2 separate regions of the Mus musculus genome follow, and region 2 is linked to region 1. Evidence: chromatin contacts called from public HiChIP or PLAC-seq data. All regions are on one chromosome and are shown on one strand. The core of a region is the stretch at or near the end of the contact, and the rest is flanking DNA. Distances in the headings are between cores, read along the strand shown. Region 1 holds the start of P2ry14 (purinergic receptor P2Y, G-protein coupled, 14). Region 2 overlaps Mbnl1 (muscleblind like splicing factor 1).

Region 1 (3,356 bases), core at 596-3,095:
TCCCTGAGAAGTGGTCAAGAGACTGAGTGTGGTGGTTTGAACCTGTAATCCCAGCACTGGAGAGGCTGGGGTAAGGTGAGGTGTTCAGACTCTGCTCTGAGAGACACTATTTAAAACCCAAAGGCCAGGTGTGGGGCACACACCTAACTCCATCCACAAGTACAAAGACACAAGGACTACAAGCTCTGAGGCTGCTGAGCTCCTACAGGAAGTCCAGGTGAGCCTGAAACTCACAACAGGGTTATTTCAGAAAAGAAAACAGGTCAAGACAGAACATTTGTGTGCACTTTCACAATTAAAAAACAAATGCTGCCTTTATATATCTTTTAAAAATAACGAGTAGGCTGAGCAATGGGTAGTGGGGCTGGATTTGTGCAGTTTCCATGAAGTCACACAGGAAAATAGATTACAAGGTAGAAGGGAAGTGAAGACAGCACACAGGAACTATTTTCTAATGCATCTGCAAAGGATGCTAGAAGAACAGTTTGATAGTTGCTTAGGAGATACGAGACAGTTTGAGGAACTTTTACTTTTGATTCGGTAAGACAGAGTTGGGCGGGAGGGGAAAATGGTGAGACCAAAAAAAAAAGAGAGAGAAATCTAAGAAAGACCAGAGAAAATGCTCCAGGTCCAGTGCTGGGTGGAAGCATTCAAAGTTGGCTTAAGCACATGGAGGAACCTCGGCATAATGGTACAGAGAGATGGTGTGGTATTGTGTTAATCCAGAGTACAACTGGAGAGCAAAAAAAAAAAAAAAAAAAAAAATCCATGGGAACAATTTGTTAAATACTCAGAAACAGGTCAGTTAGCAAACCAACATGGAAATAGTGCTATCCAAAATCAGACCGGAGTTGTGCTGATAAACTGGAGAAAGGTCGGAAGTCCCTACGCACCACTAAAGGATGGTGCAGACTGGGCACAATTAGCATCCCACAAGGACAGGGCATGTGTGTCCCAAAGAGGGGGCTGGCATCTTTTGAACCACTCTCTGCTCATCTGTTGCTGCATTGCCAGTACAGGGCAAGGCTCCTGTGGACACCCACACAGGTGTGCTTTACTCTCAGATAAATGTTCAGTTTTCCAGAAAAAATAAAGCAAAGGGGAGTGGGGGAACCTTAGCTAGTTAAAACCATGTGAATCAAAACTTTAAAATGAATCCAAACAGAGAACACTGTAGCTATTATTACTACAGCTTCACACAAAAGGTCATGGCTAGACATGGGAACAATCCATCCTCCTGCCGGCTGGGTTCCTCTCCCTCTTCACACACCCCTTCATGCTGTTTACCCTTGATCAGGCCTTGACAATCTGTAACCCTTAGCAAATCTACATCAGCTCCAACTTATATAAGCACAAACTAGAGCCGGCCTCCAAAAGCTGGTGGAAATCTGTACTGCTGGATGCTCAGGAATTTGGCGAGCCATCAACATTTCAGAGGGTACTTTAAATGTTTTGGTTTGAGCCCTAATGCAGCACTTCCCGCTTGTCAACATGAACAGCCCAAGCTAAAAAGCAAAGTACATTTCCCTCAGTACCAGTCAGATGTTATACTAAGTCGCTGAACCAATCTTACCTACAGGGACTGTGGAGGCCAGAAGAATTGGTAAGTAGGAAAATTCCATCCAGTTCAGGGTAGAGTCAAAGACTACAGGTAATCCCAAAGTAAGATGGCTTTCTGCACTTTGAGTCTCCGAAATTGTTCCTATGTGATGAATGGAACACTGGATTTATAGGTGAGACTGGACTTTCCCTACGTTCAGCAAGGTAATGAAGCATGATTTTCTTCTGTGGGCTCACGGACTAGGAATTGGGAGTTCCTCTTTTAAGCAAGCTCTCAGGCTGATGCAGAATAGCAGTGTGCAGTAGCAGAGATGGGGTTAAAAGGAGTTATCTGATCCTGTGAAGGGGACAAGTGCAGCTGGGTTATGACGCAACCCTCGGAGCAAAGGCAGCTCAATAACTAAAATGCTTAGGAAAGAAAACAAATACAGAGCATGAAGGCCGCCACCCCAGCAGAGCTGAAGCCAGACGTGAAGGAGTTCATGTAAGGGAGTCCCTGCTGTCCTCCAGACACACTGATGCCTGGGCTACGGATGGGGACGGGGACGCAATGGTAAGTCACACTCTAATTTCAAAAGAGAGAAAGAGGAATCAGAGTGGCCTCCTGGTGCTTGTGTCTTAGGGTTTATATTTTCATTTCCTTGATCCTTAAGTTCTGATTTCTTCCTCTAAGGCTTAAAAAAAAATACGTAAAGAGTGGTTTTAGTTTCAATTCACGAGTGGCGAGGATGAAGAAGATACTTACAAAGTTCCATCTATAGTCTACTTTTCTGTAAATTGTAAAGTAACTTAAATGAAGCCTGACTAACATTTTTGTAACCTAAAATATACTTATGGTAAGCTCTAGTTTATTTATTCAACCACCTAAAGATTGATAGGTTAAAAAAAAAAACCTCATTTGATGGAAAATTTGTAAACTTGCAACTGTAGGGAGAGGTTTTGAGACTCAACCACAGCGTGCCCTCATGCTGAAGGAAGTTTAAAAGAAGTAAATTCAGTATTTACTATATCCTGACAACTTTAAAATATTAGCTAATCACAAGAAATTGTTATGGGTTGGGGTATAAAATACCTATGACCACTCTTCCTAAAAATAAAGAAGACCCTTCTCTGCCTTTAGCTCATGTCATGTGCACAAGAGCCAAGAGACACTGTGACAGCATGTCATGATTTTATATGACAGGGAGGATTTCTAGTTAACAGGTCCATGCACTGAGCTCATAGGTTACTGTCCTCCACCTTTAAGACTTGGAACACATGCTGTCAGATCGTCAGGTCACTGGGTGTTCCGAATAGGCAGGGGACACTGGAAAAAAAAATCTCTGTATGTCTCTGTCTTACCAATCTGAAACTGAGTTTAGCAAGTTTCAGAGTCAAGGTGACTTGTCTAATTAAAGGGCAAGACTAGTACTCAGAGAAACCATCCGGCTCCCAATCTATTTCCTTGTCTCTAGCATACAATGACTATGACTAATAAAAAATGTAATTTATGCATGAATAGGAGAGAAATGCAAGACTGTGCAGAACTGGCTAGCCCTTTAGCTGGATGTTTACATAATAAGGGCAGTAATCGAGTTATAGAAAATAGTTAATATTATTGGAGTCCCAAAAAGGGGGGGGGGGGCGAAGCAAGCTTGCAGATAGACAGCTAAATCTTGATATGCTGAGATCCTGAATAACATTATTTGTTTGGGTTTTTAACTTTTTAACCCGCTTCACCTCTGTCCTAGTACCTATTTAAGCAAATAGATATCAACAATTAAAAAAAAAAAAAACCCCTAAGGCTTATATATCTT
Region 2 (3,642 bases), core at 1,126-3,625, 1.5 Mb before region 1:
TTAGAACCAAAACTCACCCAGGATTAAATGCATGATTGCATAAACAAAAACAAAACACACAGCAACAAAAAAGTCAAACCGACAGTAAATAACCTGCCCAAGATCAGAAAGAATGAAAACATTTAGTTTTCAAATCTGTCTGGTACTCATTCTGCAACTATATTTTCTTTTAACACACTGACTTTCCCAAAATCCAAAGAGCCAGGAGGCCTTCACAGTAAAATAGACTTAAGAACACTGTGTAGAGCTTTCAGAGGAGTCAGCTGACTTAAGAATAAAACAATCAGGCTAGGGAGAAGGCTTTGTGCAGAGTAGCCAGGTCAGAGAGTTAAGATGGAGTATTGCAGGCTGAACTAAAGTGTCAGGAAGGGACCTGAATATAAGCAAAGATTACTCCTGTGCTTGGTGTCTTTGTAGCTGCCTGTTCAGATGTCAGGAACCTAGGCCAGGCAAGATGGCCTAAGGGTATAAAAAGACTGCACTCATTAAACAAATCCAAGAGTTAATAGCAGTTTGTGTGGTTATTTACTACCTAATGACCTAAGGCAAAACAGCTGCTTAAACTGATCAAGTGAAGCAGGCCAAGGGAACACACAAAGCCATCCTGACACAATAAACAGCAGGAAAACCCCCTCTAATTATTAATATAAGAAATTACCAGGACTACTCTTTGGTGAATAGTCCGACAGGCCTGCACCTGCACAAATCAAAACTTCAAAATCATTTGTAATACCCTATTAAAAAAGAAAACTGTAGCCACTCTCTTCTTAAATATGACATAAAAAAGTCCCTGACAGAAGTGTGGACCCTGAGGAATATGTTTGCATCTTCTAGAAGCTTTTCTTACATTACTGTACCAAGCTGGAGCAGCTGTTTTTCATAGGGATACCATAGTGCTGGCAGGACACTGAGATGTCCCGAGCTGCTGCTTTTGTAACAGATCTCTCTTCTTCTCAAGTGAGTTCCTTGCCCAGACATTAGAGCTCACCCAATTATGGCTCTTACGTAATTTGCCAGGGCATACTAAAATAGAAAGTGGTTAAGAAAAGTTAAATCAGACGTTTATTACTCAAAAACTAATGACTAACATTAGGTGTTCTGCCCTTTTGTGGTTGCAAAGATACAAATTCTAGGACAGTTGTTTATTCATGGGCAGAGGTAGGAGAAGTATGCTGAATTTCAGAAGATTTCCATTCATCCCCACCCCTCTTTAGAGTTTTCAAACAGCACTTGAAATAAAGTGTAAATATGTACAAGGGCTCATATGGTTAAACTTTCTATCCCTTTAATATTACTCTAATTTTTCAATTGCATTCTAAATTTTTTATCTTAGAAAGATGCGTGAAATTTTATTTCATAAAATAAGTCACATAGCCCCCAACTCTTTCTCTCCAGACCCCCTTTTTCTCTCTTTCTCTCCTAAAGCAGAGCATTGTTTAAGGCTCACCTTAAGGTCCTTAGCCTAGAGTTACTGTTTCTAATGTCTCGAGTAAAGTGAAGAACAGTCATTTTGCTATTACTGCCATGTATAAATTTTAACTCTTTCCATTATCATATAAAGAGTCATCCTAATCCAAAATGTCTTTAAGACCTGCAGCTGTTTCCTTTGTGTGAAAAGGAGACACAAAGACAATCTTGGGGTTCAAGAGGTCTAAAATGTTTTATGGGTGCTGCCTTAGCTGGTTTATAGCACGTGGTCATCTTAAAGAAGATGGTGGTGCAGTCACATGGTGGCTACTATTTAGAAACATCTATTTTACTTAACAAGAGTTGAATATATATACATACATATTCATATATTCAATATGCATACATATATATACACACACATATACATACATATGTATGTGTGTGTGTGTTTTCCCTAAACATGTTGAATCCGAGCTACACATATAGTATCACAGAGAAAATTAAGATTACCTAGGTATAGTCTTGTTTTTTGTTTTTTGTTTTTTTTTTTAACGTATTAGCTTTTGGTTGCAAATTTTAAGCTAACTTTTGTTCCAAATTTTACAGAGTTTATATAATAGTTTTAAAATAATTTTTGAGAGCAAAGAGCAAAAAGCATAGAGATAAAAGATTTTCTAGAGTGGAAAGTAGAAAAAGCTTAGAGATAAGAGACTTTTGTCGAATATTTGCTTGTATGATGGCAAATGTTTTACAATATGTGGGAATTTGCAAATTGATTTGGCGCTACTGCACTAAACTAAGGTCACCTTTTTCAGCCAGACATCATGGCTTCATACAGTCTCTGGCTCCAAAGAGGAAAAGAGAAAAAGGAAAAATCAGGAACTCCACCAGAGGGAGGGTTCTAATTAGGAGGAAGCTGACAGACAGGAGGGACAGGGCTGCAAACAGGAACTCCACCCCAGAGGATGTCTGTATCACAGAGGTCAGGGAAGGTAAAGGAAGAAACAACGGGTTCTAGCAAGCTATGGAGAGAGACCACGCAGGCAGCTTCTAGCAGAGAGGAGGAAGCTCGGAGGGAGCCGAGAACATGCAGTGAAGGAGAAAGGCGTGAGGGAGAGGATAAGTGTTCTGTGCAACAAGAGCTTCAATCTGGGGCATGCTCAAATGCACTGAGAGATTTGTCAGAGAGAGAGATATCTCCAGTCACAGAGGAGAGGCATCCATTTTCTATATGACAGGGGCCCAGGAGGCTGAGAAGAATGGTTTTATAGTAATAGTAAGCTCCAGCAAGTCAACAGAGACAAAGCAGATAGTGCTGCAGTTAAATTTACTCAATAGAAGAGGACTGAGGAGGTGGAGGGAGAGAGAGCCTTTATTTGTGAAGGGCACCCAGGAGGGGGAAGCAGGCTCCAGGAGCCAGAGAGCTGCCCCGAATACCACAGCAGAAGTACAGAAGGTGAAAGGAAGAAGCAAGGAAGAGGAAGACTCTAGAATTAAATAAATAAAAACAAAACAGATACATGCGTATCTTAGGAGAGTCAAGTCTGCAGCTTCGTTTGCTTAGGAAAGGCAAGACCCCTTGAAAGGGAGGGATCCATTTGTGCTCCCACCCAGAGCTTTCAGGACCAGATGTATAAACTGAGGGTTTAGGCACTAGATTTATAAACTAAAGACTTGACTACTCCGAAGTGTTGTTGATGGAAAGACTTTAATTGTAGATACGAAGAAGGACACAGCCAAAGGCATCTGAAAGAGTCCAGACCACAAGAGGAACAGAGAGGGAGAGAGGGAAGCTGAAAGAGGGAAGCCCAGGAGTTGGAGTTTAAAGCAGGAGGTAGGATCAGAAGCGCTGAAAAGAGCCATGAATAGTTGTGCTGCTATACTGAAAGAGCCTAAAGGCCAGCACTGGTTTTGGTTGGTCAACAGTCAACACCCATTGGCCATTTGTCCCTTGACATTGACAGGAAATGGCTCCTTTGGTAGAGAGAATGAGCGCCATATTTTGGGAGAATGGAGCTTCCTAAAACCTGATACTATAAAGAGAAATGACTTTGCTACCCCTGCCACGTATAAATTTCAATTCTCTCCATTACGAACAGATACACTTTTAAAAAACAAAATTATGGGACTCAATGATTCTGTGTTTGTATCCATGCTCAGTAAAAGAAGCTAAAGTTTGTGATTCATTGAGATGACAGTAGAGACTGGCAATACTTTATTACCAATTTTCTA

Evidence for each region. HiChIP or PLAC-seq counts read pairs in DNA pulled down with a chosen protein or histone mark.
Region 2: an H3K27ac HiChIP or PLAC-seq map of microglia shows a contact between it and region 1, with 5 times the contacts expected there. The contact joins the enhancer-like site here to the promoter of P2ry14 in region 1. A contact is called at or near these places in 3 of 39 promoter capture datasets (cranial neural crest, frontonasal cranial neural crest and pre-B cells), 2 of 115 datasets of contacts at active chromatin or transcription factors (large pre-B cells and microglia) and 1 of 9 other capture datasets (macrophages).

The regions. Positions count from the first base shown.
Region 1 is chr3:59,129,251-59,132,606 of GRCm38.p6, reverse strand. P2ry14 (purinergic receptor P2Y, G-protein coupled, 14) reads left to right here and starts at 1,845. Exons shown (of 2, transcript NM_001287124.1): 1 at 1,845-2,113. The coding sequence starts at 2,111. All of the region lies in intron 15 of Med12l (mediator complex subunit 12-like), which reads right to left.
Region 2 is chr3:60,579,679-60,583,320 of GRCm38.p6, reverse strand. The region is part of intron 2 of Mbnl1 (muscleblind like splicing factor 1); the gene reads right to left. Among named protein-coding and RNA genes, the nearest start is that of Mbnl1, 80 kb to the right of the region's middle. Within about 2 kb of position 2,375, at least 52 of the 459 cell types and tissues checked have an H3K27ac peak or open chromatin away from gene starts, as enhancers often do. A contact at or near this core is called in macrophages and microglia, where this site is marked.